Regions from separate parts of the Ostrinia nubilalis genome. Here region 2 is linked to region 1. Evidence: chromatin contacts called from public Hi-C data. All regions are on one chromosome and are shown on one strand. Each heading gives the region's core, a stretch centred on a gene start, on an enhancer-like site or on the middle of the called end of the contact. The rest is flanking DNA. Distances are from core to core; before and after follow the strand shown.

What was found. Hi-C and Micro-C count contacts between places; a contact is called where the count stands out from the background.
Region 2: a Hi-C map of whole body shows a contact between it and region 1, with 5 times the contacts expected there. The contact joins the promoter of LOC135076784 here to the promoter of LOC135076767 in region 1. A contact is called at or near these places in 3 of 5 Hi-C or Micro-C datasets (all in whole body).

What each region holds. Positions count from the first base shown.
Region 1 is chr12:2,468,010-2,474,603 of ilOstNubi1.1, reverse strand. It overlaps LOC135076767 (ras-related protein Rap1), which reads right to left and starts at 2,437. Exons shown (of 1, transcript XM_063971190.1): 1 at 13-2,437. The coding sequence starts at 2,171. The coding sequence ends at 1,617.
Region 2 is chr12:2,756,332-2,762,788 of ilOstNubi1.1, reverse strand. It overlaps LOC135076784 (T-complex protein 1 subunit alpha), which reads right to left and starts at 3,172. Exons shown (of 10, transcript XM_063971218.1): 1 at 3,007-3,172; 2 at 2,526-2,649; 3 at 2,300-2,417; 4 at 1,877-2,058; 5 at 1,337-1,601; 6 at 583-835; 7 at 146-236. The coding sequence starts at 3,079. LOC135076644 (cubilin) reads left to right here and starts at 5,545. Exons shown (of 21, transcript XM_063971066.1): 1 at 5,545-5,618.

The DNA of each region.
Region 1 (6,594 bases), core at 1,188-3,687:
TACCCCAAAACAAATATTTAAAATTGGTTTTATTGATAAATTTGCAAAAAAAAAGAAATTAATAGTTAATGTACATGTCGATTAATTATTGATTGCAAAGATAAAAATATACAAGTTCTTAATTTGCACAATATATATAAAAATATAATTCAACTCAGATCAAAGTCATTACCAATATCCTTGTGCAGTAATCTTACATGTTAACAGAAATGCAAATGGAGGAAACATCTAATCCCGTAACAATATTTGAACACCTATATAATTATTACGTTTAACAAAGTTTATAGCAGCAAAACTTAGGTTGGATTTATATAAATGAGCCAGTTACCATAAAACTTTATCCATTTACAATAACGATAATTTTTTTATTTAAAGTTTTCAATTTCATAGATGAGGGGTTATAGTCCACTTTTGTATGCCGGTGGCATGCCTCTAGCCACCGCACTGGACTTCTCTAGGCAGACGCTGAAGACACTACGGTCAGCAGGGTGCAATCACCTAAGGCTCACTAATATTTGTTCAAAGGTTATCAAGTCCTAAATGGTGTTGCATTATCAACTTCCCTTCGATACATTTGAATTATATAACAAGACAATAATATATCTGAAAAAATTTAATGTATCCTTAATATTAAACATTACTTACATGCTGGTACAGGCCTGCTGGCACATTTTCCAGGTCTCTTCGGAGCCTGCATATTCTACTCTCATTCCAAACGTTCAGAAGTTTGGGGCTCTTGTAAACATTAGTGCAATCAGAACAATATTACTAGAAAACTAGAAAATAAATCATCTTTCCGTACATTGCTATGTTCAGACAGCGAAGATATATTAATAAATGCATTTGGAATTCATGTTATGACTATATAATTTTTTACAAAATGAAGAATAATTCTGTGTAACATTTGAGTATATTTGAATGCCCTTGAGATAATGTCATGGTAAATACACCCATTGTTACTTTTCCTGTTCAAAGCAACCGTCTGGCTGAACGTAGCATTGTTACTTCATTGAATATTAATAGAATAACATTAGTTATTTTTGAAAAGACTCAAGAGTTTGGCTGTGACCTAAATAATTGGTCCATGACAACTACAATTTTAATTAACATTAGATAAATGAATTATAGTAATTATTGCATGTCATTTACCTATTTTTCATATTGATTATTTTACAATACACCTACATGGAATCCCGCTGCAATTGCCATGGATTAAAATACAATTTATTGTAACATTAAACTTCTGAACCTAACAGCATCCACACATTACAATTGGAATTTCTAGAGTGAAACACACACAGAATCGTCGAATCTATCCTCAAATATATCTCATTAACTATAAAAAACAGACCAAAATGTGTAGTAGCTACATTTATTTGGGTAGGACTGGATAAATCCACGATGCTCTGTGCATTTTCCACTCGTGCTAAAGCACTGGTTCACGACACTGCTCAACAAATGCACATTCTCGAAATGCTACAGGTGCTCGCCAAGTGACGAAGCTCAACACCCGATCTAGTTAACTTTGGGAACTGTCAAGAGCCAAATCCGGGTACGAGAAGTCTTTCAAATTATTAAATATTGTATATCTAGACGCGTCTGAGGCTCCGCAACACTTACAGAAGACGACACACTTTATTCTTCCTAACTTTCCTTTCCTCTTTGGGTGACTTCTTGTTGATCTGTCTTACTAGGTCGTAGAATACGTCGTTGACGTTGATTTTCGCCTTCGCCGAGGTCTCCATGAAGGCGCAGTTGAAGTGGCGAGCCAGGTTGCCGCCCTGGTCCTTGCCCACCACGCGCTCCGCCTCCAGGTCGCACTTGTTGCCCACCAGCACCATCGGCACGTCGTCCTTGTCCTTCACTCGCAGGATCTGCTCCCGGAGATCCTGCAGGTCGTTAAACGTAGACTGTGCGGTGATCGAATACACTAACACGAATCCCTGGCCGTTCTTCATGTACAAATCCCTCATCGCGGTAAACTGTTCCGTGCCGGCAGTATCCAAAATTTCGAGCATGCATTGTTGACCGTCCACTTCCACCTGTTTCCGATAGCTGTCTTCTATGGTGGGGTCGTATTTCTCCACAAAGATGCCTTGTACGAACTGTACCGTGAGGGCAGACTTTCCCACGCCTCCGCTACCTAACACGACTATTTTGTATTCGCGCATTATTAACTATTTTGTATCACGTGTTATTAATTGTTGAAATCAAAGATCAAATCGCTAAAAAGCACATTAACTAGTGAGTTATTGCAAAAAAACTTTTAACAAGTCAAACCGCCATGACACAGTAACAGGGCGATGGCTCACTTCTGCAATGTTGCCATAGAAAATAATTTTAAGTATGATAAGCAAGCCAACAAGCCATCACGGTATGCTCTGTGTTTTAAAATCACGTTTTCGACTTGGATTACTAAAATATTACTTGTACCATTGCAGTTGCACCACGCGCGGGCGTAGATTATTTAATACTAGCAGTAGTTAATTGAATTCGCTCTCGACCAATGCAAAGTACTTATTCTTATCTATGTCACAACCTAGCGATTATTGTTCTATGTATGTGGTGACGGTAACGTTCCGTTCCTGTTATCGTGACGTCATCCAATGGGAAGGATGTTGTTATGATTTGGAGTGGGAGGATGTAACAAATAAATATTAATCAAATTCGTATTATCTCGAAATGTATTGGCAAAAACAATAACACTAGGGCACACTCTAAGGCTCATAGCTTAGGTCTAGACCTAACTTCAGCAGTTAAATTATGATTGAGTATTTGAGTCAAATTGATCAACAGACTTTTGATAAGCTCCCCTTTCAACGATCAACGGACTTTTATTGAATTTACAAATAAAAACAAACGTAACGACGTAACGTTACTAATTGAGACTGGTACAATAATTAATTATAAATCTTGTTATAAATAAATGGGTTGAGGTAATCAAAAATTAATTAATGAAAATAAAATCTATAAGACACGACTTTAAAAAATAACGAAAATATTATTTCTATTTTTAAGAGGGCAACACTGGATCTGTCAGGGTGAATTATTTTTTGTTGATTCCACTACTTCCTACTAGATGGCGGGCAAGCTGTAGAGCTTGGAAGTGGAGGTGCTAGAATACTGAAGATGGCGCTATTGCTTTCTGTACATTTATTTTAAATATTAAAAAAAAAATCGGATAAATATTAATTGATTAATAATTTTGTTTTGTTTACATTTCCAAATTTTGCTACTCATTCGTTCAACTCATCATTCACCGTCACGAAATCGTGCTTTGTTCCTTGTAGTAGCTTTCGTCCAGCACATAGAGAAAAGTAATACATAGGAAATAGAGAGCCCTCTCTGTCAAATTTTTGAACCTACTAATTGACAGCCTGGTGTTAAATTCCCTGTACTTAACCTACGTACGTAACGCTCACATACATACATAGTACACGCACACATACATACATAAAGTGCACGCACACATACACACAGTTCACGCACACATAGGCCCTCATAACCTTCAAAGAATTATTGTTTTTATGATGTACAATGTAGAATTTTTTCAAATCCATTATTTTGAAAATATTTATCTTTATGGTATACGTATTGTATTATTTTCAAAACAATGGATTTGGAAAAATTCTACATTGCACATGGAAATGCAAACAGGCCTCCGTCACTCGCCTATGCCGGCCGAGATAATTACCTACAGCGCGCGACAACTTCAAGTTGCAAATCAGTCAGGACCGCCACGCGCCTGTGAGCACACGCGTATTTCTATACACGCTCGGTCGATCATCGTCACAATCAAGGTTTATTGTTCCAACAGCACTGTTATCCTTCTTTAATGTAAAATCGTAGTATTTAGGAATAATAATTAACTGTACTAATTTGAATATAAAAAAAAACTACACTTTTTAAATAATTTTGTAATACTTATGACAAAAAACTGTAGCAATAAAATTATTTTAGCTAATATAAACATTAACTTACTTCACCGTGTCTATTTTCCGACACTACACCTTTTAAAACTATTTGTCCAATTTCGAATTATTGCAACACTGAAGTTTATTAATAGGTACTTTAGAGATGGTACGATTATACAAACACCACTAGATTAAAGATTACCAATCGTAAATACAATAAATGCTTCTTAAAATTAAGTTATTATTTATTTTACTTTGCTTATACAACCCTGACGCTTGAGCTGCGAGGTAGATTAATTCTGAACACAAAAAATTTGCGCTCTTGTGAGCGTAGTAGTAAGGTGCGATTTCGAATGCACCATGTGCGTTGGATATTTTGCATTATTATTATTACCGTTAAAATGTCGGCATCTGATCCTACACAAAGGAGTGCAATTTCTGTTGCTACTATTATGTATTCTGTGATGCAAATAAGTAAACAAAAACTTTTGAATTTAATAATTTTACTTTATTTATGAACACACATAATATTATACACCAAAAGCGTCTTTTCGCAAAGTTTTCAACAACACTAAAAAAGCATTTGCACATTGAGAAAACTCAGATCACTTGTGAACATAACAGAAAGTTTCTTCGCGATTCACGAAGGAACGAACAAAACTCCGATGAACCAGAACAGCAGCAGGTACGAAGGAATGAACTTGAATTTGACTCGACGACTCTTCAATACTTTAATAGGGCCACAGAACACTTAAATGATGGCTAAGAAAACAAGAATGCATTTAACATAACAAAAACAACACCGGCCATTTTGGAGGAAAAACAAAGTTGCCATATGTTAAATAGTAATTTCTACTACTCTATTATGTAAATTATAACAAAAAATGTCACCGTTCAGTTTTAAATTAAAACAAATTAATTTCATTTAAAAAAAGTTTTCACATTGTAATTAACAATATTCTCAAATATATTTTAATTAAGAAAAAAATTAAAATATGAAGGAAACAGGAGCAGCGACATCTAGAGCGTTTTAGGGTAGTTAAAAAGTATTTGAATTTATTCACCGATGTCGCTGTTTGGAAGCAAGTTTCACTTCGATGACCGTTGTATGGAAGTTTCCGCACCCTGGTCCAGCAGTTGACTGCCTATGGCTGAAATGACGATGATGTATTATTTTTATAAAGATTATTAACAACAATTTGTATTGCTCGAATTACTAATAGTCCTATTAGCCCCTAGTGTTAGGCTAAATAAGCTTGTGTTACGAGTGGGCTCACCACAATAGTCGAGTGGCGGTGGGATTCGAACCCGCGTTCCTCGGATCTCGAGTCGGCCAGTCCGACCCCTTCACCGTTCGGCTATCGTGGCTATAATGTATTAGTACTTACTTATTATTAAGTAACTTACTATCAGGAATAATCATGATTTAATAATTTAATGTGCCCCGAACGATCTGAACTTCTGAAAGCGCTATCCAGTGGCTAAGATAACTTTATAAGTGCGTACGAATATTAATTATCTGCGATAAGACGCCATAACAAATTTAGTACGTCGTACGGATATAAACTTGGTATTTCGTTAAGGAAAGTTTATGATCTTGCAGGACAATCGTAAAACGCATATAAAATGTGAGATAGGCGACATTTTCTTAGATAACGTCAACCCTTTTCGCAATGTGCAACATCATCATCATTCCAGCCATAGGACATCCGCTGCTGAACTAGGCCTCCCCCAATTATTTCCATATTGAATGGTTGGTAGTGGTAGCGGCCTGGAACCAGTGCCTTCTTGCTACCTTTATTAGGTCAACAGTCCACCTTGTGGGTGGGCGTCCCACGCTGGGCTTTCCGGTATGTGGCCTCCATTCCAGAACCTTGCTGCCCCATCGGCCGTCAGTTCTGCGTATTATATTTCTGTACCCCCAGTGAAAAGGGATCTAACTCGACTTAGATCAAAATTGACTTTATAACATAATGTGAATCTCTGAAAAATTAGCTATTTTTGTATCTAATCGGTAAGTTTCTACGACGTATAGAAAAGAAAAAAAATTTGTGTCAAATGATACAAGTAAGGCTTTGTGAACCAATTTTGAGTTTTCTTTCGTGTATATTGATACATGTCTACTTTTAACAAAGTGTACCGGAGGCTTCTTTCAATTTTTTATTGTGTCAAGAGGTATGACTCGTGTTACTACTTTTTACACGATTGAAGTTGTTCAGATTGAATTTGTGATTAACAATATAAGATGACTCATATTAATATACACAAAAAAAACTATGTATTGTTGGTTGGTGAAAAAGAATGTAACTTAATTTATAGCACAAAAAGTTAAAGACAAAAGGTTATTTATTTTGTGTATAATGATTCAATTAGACTAATACCATTAACCACAAAAGTTTCGTACATGTGTAAAATGTTATAAGTTACTTAGATCAAAAACATTTGAAAATCGTAACTAATAATTTGCTTAATTATTTGGTGTAAAATTATATAACTTACCCCAAACGTCAGATTAAAGGAAAAAATAATGTCGTAGTTTATAAATCAAAGAACTTTAGTTTATAGTTTTAATAAATAATGGTGAACATCTACTAGTAAAACATATAATTGAATTCATAGTGCCTAACGTTGTCAATAAAAGTACTTAATAAGTGCTTTATAGAATTTACAAGAGCTCCAA
Region 2 (6,457 bases), core at 1,923-4,422, 290 kb before region 1:
TAGTTAATTAGGACCAGTTTTTTTTATTCTGTATTTATATCTTCATTTTGTTCACGTCGTTTTTGCAGATGTTTTCGTGTCGTTGTGCTTGTTCTGAATTCATTAGGAAATTAATAAAACTGCCTAAAATTAAATTAATAGTTACCCCTTGATCAGAATGAGCTGGTCATCACAGATCTGCTCCTGGACAACTTCGGCGGCTTCTCCGATCATGCTCGGCTCGAACACTTCCTCGCCTAGAAACAAGCAACAGATCTAACATCAATAATAATGTGTACAATAATCAATAATTCTACTAAGATTACAGCACAAGTATTCGACCAAAATTGTAGAAGTTTATAAAAGTTTCTAGCCACCTAAAATAACAATAACAGAGCAGTTGTGCCAATTTAAGACAGTGTAGAATTCAACAGTGAACACATCTATTACAGTTCCTTAACTTGACAACAACGTCAACAACAATACATATCTGAATAAACTGAACAATTGCCTACTCAGAAAGGCAATAAAAGGACACAAATAGATCGAGATACTTAGAAAAGCTGAAAAAAAGGATAGATATAATGATGGTTTTCAACATACCTTCCATATTAGTCAGTGACGTCAGGAAAGTGGCTCCAGTAGCCTTAGCGATCCTCTTTAAGTCAGCCTTCTTGCATCTCCTCACGCCCATGGCGCCGGCCTCCACGAAGTATTTGAGGCAGAGGTCGTCGATGCCGCCGGAGCAGAGTACGACGTTGACGCCGGTGGCGAGGATCTTCTGTAGCCGCTCCTTGGTGATGTCAAGCTCGCGGGCGCGGATCGCTTCTAGCTTCTCGGGGTCGGAGACCAGTACCTAGGATTACAAAAAAGATTTATATTCCACTGAATACACTATAGCAAAACCAATATTTAAACTTTGCAATGTGGCACTGCTCAGTTTACTTTCTCTTCCATTGTATGTTTTATGTGTTACCTCTGTCTTTTGTGATGTCCATTGTAATAATGTTTCTTTCTATCTTTCTAAACTAAAATGAAAGTTGTCACAGAAGTGTGTGTTATGGGCAAAGAATAAAGATAACTATGGTTTTATCTGATAAGCATGACTACCTTTAAGTTTGGTGTACCATATTTGGGACTACCTGTGTTTTGCCAGAATTGGGCTGAAAACTAAATAATTAACTACAAAGAAAGGTACTAGACAAAAATAGGAAAGACATTTGCCTATCTACTACTGATAAAGAAGTAGGTAGTACTTTGGTTTGTCCAAGGGTCTACAGAGCTACCATTAGGGAAGTATGAAATTACCACAAACAATTACAAATTCATCTAATAAACATGAAAGAAAAACATTTACCTGAACACCCATTTTCATCTTCGTCTTCTGTAGCGAGAAGTCCAAGCACGCAATTTTAGCATTCACAATCTTCTTGGGCATGGCCTGAGAGGCGACGGTGCAGTTGAGGGCGTATCCCTTCACCAGGACACTCTCCCGAGCGCTCCGTCCGTGGGCCTTCAGGATATTGACGGCCTTGATGGGGTAGATTGTGTTGCCGCGAGGGTCCATAGCCTTGATAGCTTGTGCTGCATCTACTATAATCTCGGCGAAGAATTCTGAATCACTGTTGATATTTAGTTAAGGAAAGCATTTACAGTGCATTTGCATTATGACAAAACAAGTATAACAGATGACTACTTTTTATTATTCATGAAATGAGATTAAATTTTTGCCAGGTTACATATTTGACATTTTCACACAGTTGAAACAAATGGCTTAAGAAGAAGGAAAGGAAGGCTTAAAGTGTTAAAATTTTGTCTCACCCTCTTATACCACAGGAAATGTTTTTATATCCATTATGCATTACTAGTCAAAAGATTAGTTTATGAAAAAGGATACGCTCCAATAAGTTTGGATGACATGGTGGTTTTAGCAGCATTGATGAGTGACGGCCTTCCGAGTGACTCCACTGTGACGGTGAGGTTGTCCTGCACATACTTGACAGCCTCCTTGCAGGCCAGCCTGTAGCCCGAGATAATGCTGGTCGGGTGGATTTTATTCTTCACCAGTTCATCTGCACTCTGAAAAGTAACATAAATTTTTATAAAAGTTCCTATGCATTGGTACTAGAACAGAGTTTAAATTCAAATTCACATAATTGGACAAATAAATAGCCCAAGGAAAGTGAGGATATAGCTTGTAGAGGGAACAGATTTGAACACTACTATAGCAAGATTTTAAGAATATCACAGACTCACAGTAATTATTTTGACAGCCATAATATAAGGGTCATTTTTTGATATAATATGAACATTTACAAACCTTCAATAACTCAGCAGCAACTATGACTACAGATGTGGTTCCATCACCAACTTCCTCATCCTGCAACTGAGCCAGTTCTACCAAAACCTTGGCTGCTGGGTGTTCCACCTCCAGCATTCTGAAATGTACAATAAATATAATTAAAATAATTATTTTTTTTGTTACACGCAAAGGATTTTACTTGTTAAAATACAAAATGTAAGTGATTTGGACTTAGGACACTTACTTCAAGATAGTAGCACCATCATTTGTGACTGTGACATCTCCAATATCATCCACCAACATTTTGTCCAGGCCCACTGGGCCCAGGGAGCTCTTCACAATGTTAGCAATAGCAGCTGCTGCCGTGACTACAACAAACAAAGTCATTAATGCTTCCTTCCACCCTTTTTTCAAAATTTTAGAATTTTTCAGAATTGGAAAATTTCAGAATTTTTTAGATAAAGATTTTAGTCATCATTCAATGGATTCTCATTAGGTTGAATCTTTCATAGGTTAGTTTCCTTGTACTTAGTAGTAAATTTTCAAATTCTTAAGGAAAATTAAACAGGAGAGACATTTACGAAACAAACATCCTAGAAATAATGATTATCTGGCAATTTGATACTGATTTTACGAAATATTTATGAAAATGTAACCATAAGTGGCAATGCATGTGATCACCGGGGCTGTGTTACCTCGTGTGGATTTTAACATAAAATTCATACCATTTTGACTCCTGACTGAAGATCCGGATGACCTAGTCCCAGCAACAGCAAGTGGTGCAGCGAGTGTAGACATTTTTGACTATATTTTTTCACAAAATTCACAATTTCTCGCTAGTCCGTCACACTTTTTGATTCTGGAAGATGACTCAGTGCAGCCAACTGAAAGAAATAATGACATTTACTTTGTTTATTGCCAGTGTAAAAAATATAGTTGCTACATTAGTAGCGCCATCTATTGCGGAGTTTTATAACTAAATACTAGTCAACAAGGAAATAGTTTTTATTTTTTATTTAGTTCTGCTACTTGCTGTTAGATGGCCTTAAATCAAGTAAGCCCTAAGCTCTACCCTTCTATACTACGAGACTACGAGTAAACACACACAAAATATGATTTTTGATAAATTATAATAGGAAGTAGGTATAATTTGTTTAGTATAGATATTAATTTTAGTTTGCACGAGGAAGAGAAACGGTGAATGTTCTACTTAATATTGCCATGGACATGAGGTCGGACTAGGAAGCTGATAAGAGCCCGCGAAGATTTAAAATGGCTAAGCCCAGCTATCAAATAATAAGAATACGATAATATGAAATAAGTACCTTCCTCCATCTTAATGTAATTATAATAAATAGCCACAAGAAGCAAAGCAAAAGTTCCAAAAAACGGAACAAACTAACAATAACGAACTCTACGAAACTAAAATGTAAGAATCAAATATAAAAATAAAGAAATTCCGGTCTGAAGTTAGGTTTTACCCTAGTTCAGGTATTGTTCTCTTCTTTTATACCTCCCCAGAGAGCTTTTGTATGAAAACTCGCTCTATGTAGCGCATGATAAATTCTGTAAACAAACTACAACCAGTTGTTACGTTGCATGAAAAGAAAAAGCTGTGTTTTTAGTGTTTTTCATGTCTTTTCCTAGCGGGGAATGCTTGCTAGTTTTGGAAAGTTATTTTTAATTTATAGTTACAGATTGAATAGTGAGAATATTAGTTGGTATCATTTAAAGACTGTTTATACGAGTGAGCGGTTCTTTTATAAATAGCCCAGGTATAATGTGTTGCGTACCCACCATATACTAACTGGCAGTCTGTGAAATAGTATTTATGTAGTTAGAGTAGGGTTCACATACCTATCAAGATATCAGGAGCGTGTAGCGGCTACGTGACTGGTAGCGCTGCCCCGGTAGAGTCCCCAATACTATTACTTTATCGGAAATAAAAACGATGTATATTTCTTTCTATACAGGGTGCAGAAGAAGAGCAGATAGTGTCTTAAAATAAAGTAGTCATGTGCATTAGGAAAATAAAGTCTCTAAATACACGTCTAAGTAATGTCTATTTACTTTATTTTTATATGATTTATGGGACTTGTACTTACTTGAGGATATAAAAGATGCTTAAACAAGGTAGAAAGGACATTAATCATTATTGCAGTCGACCATCCTTATGTAATCATGGGAAAACAAGTAAAAAGAATTCAGATTTTTCAAATATCTAGCATTCGATTTTGTATTGTATGATAGAAGTAGCTCCTATAATAGAAGACCGTGATAAGCGGAACGATTTTCGATAATCATGATGAGTATTCCCGATTGTCCTGCACGTTCTCCGCGTGTGTCCACCCCAGCAGAGAGTACGTGCTCGGAGAACGAGGATTGGCCCATCCGCGATGAGGACGCACTGCGAAGGTCAACTAGGAAAAGGTTCGACGGATCTTGAGTTTATTTTCCTGCATTATTACGTACTGAATCAGGGGTCGCTCGATTTTTATGATGTGGTATTTTTTCCGGCTCTGTAAATGGGACTAAATTCAAACGTTCGGTGGTAGAGTCATGCATGTTTTTAAGTAAAAGAACTAACTAACGAGTTTTCAAACTAAAATGAAATTAGTTTTCGTAAATTCCTTCCTGTGAAATATACTCTTTCGCTTTTATCCAGTCATAAAACGTCATACAAAAAATTGAATTTTGACGGCAATTTGGTATAGTGGTTCGCGTATCGGACTACTAAGCTAGAGGTCGCGGGTTCGATCATCGATGTTTGCAATGGATTGGGTTTTCATTCAGTATCTTCATAAATTTTAACGCAAGAAGAAATATTTTCAGGATACAGACAAAATTATTAAATGATGAGACAATTGAGTGAATTGCGAAACATCCTCAATTATTCGTGTACGTGACCCAACTACGTACGGGGGGCTAGTTTACCTCCCGCAAACAACAGAGTTTAAAATCTCATCCATAACTATTGCCATCAACGTCCCACGACGTGAATAAGCGGCGACAATGTTTCTGGGAACTCCGGCTGTCGGGACGTAATGGTTCTCTCAGAGAAGGATAGAGCGTTGCAGAATTCTCGATCGTGCATATCTGCGTCCTTGTCACTTATCCGTCATTACACGTCCTGTATCTACACGGGAGCATAATCTCGTTCACTGCTGTTAACCAAGGCCCATGGAGTAGCGGAGGAAAACAAATTGCGGAGACGGCTCATGCGCGCGCAGCACGCACGCGCCCGGCGCCAGTCGTGCGCCCACCGCCGCCGCGCACCGCCGCTCCGCCGCGCTCTGCCCCGCTCAATGGCGCCTATATCGGGACCTCGCTCACGCGGGTAAGTACCCACACCCTGAATCAACACCGCCCCACGAACCCCCCCGAAACCGTGGTCCACGACCCAGCATCTTTGGGGCGTGGTAGGACGTCGACTCGCCGCGCGGTCTCGTCCCTGCGACGGCACTGATAACGCTGCAGTCTTGTCAACAAATAACGTTATATAAAACGGTGCTGAATCCTCGAACAAGTTGAGAGTCATCTCGAAGATGTGTCTATTGATTTTCGCGAGGAGCGAGCGTTTCAGGCGAGTTGTCGCAGCCTGCAGCCTCTTTAGTATTCAGCTGCGGATGTCGCCACTCAAAAATCAGTAGTCATTGTAAAACGTTGGAGATATAACTGGATTGTTCGCAGCTATCGCACCCACAGGACTCCCTGTTTTACCGTCTCGCAGTTGTTTTTAATATTTATAGATGTTGAATACATATTAGGTTAGATTACTTACAAAGATTCTTCGGACAGGATGCTGTGCGATAGTTGTAGGAATTTAAACCACGTTGTATAGATTGCTTTTGCTTTAATGCTGAACAAGGTATTGTATTAGGGATGTTTGTTTTAATTAAGAAATATTTAGATTGTCATCTAGGTTTGCACATTCTAAGGAACTTAAATATTGCTCTTACTGACACGAGGATGTATATAGTAACTCGAAGGTCGAGTAAGTATAGAATTCATTTCCTACTATGACTTTTTATTCAACATAAATAAAGGCAAGATTTGATAAATACTTGACAGTTAACCCAAATACCTAAACTTATCCAGAATCAGAGGTACTTACTAGGTGCCTACCTATGTTATAATAATGGTTTTAATCCACAACACTGATAAATAATTAATCTT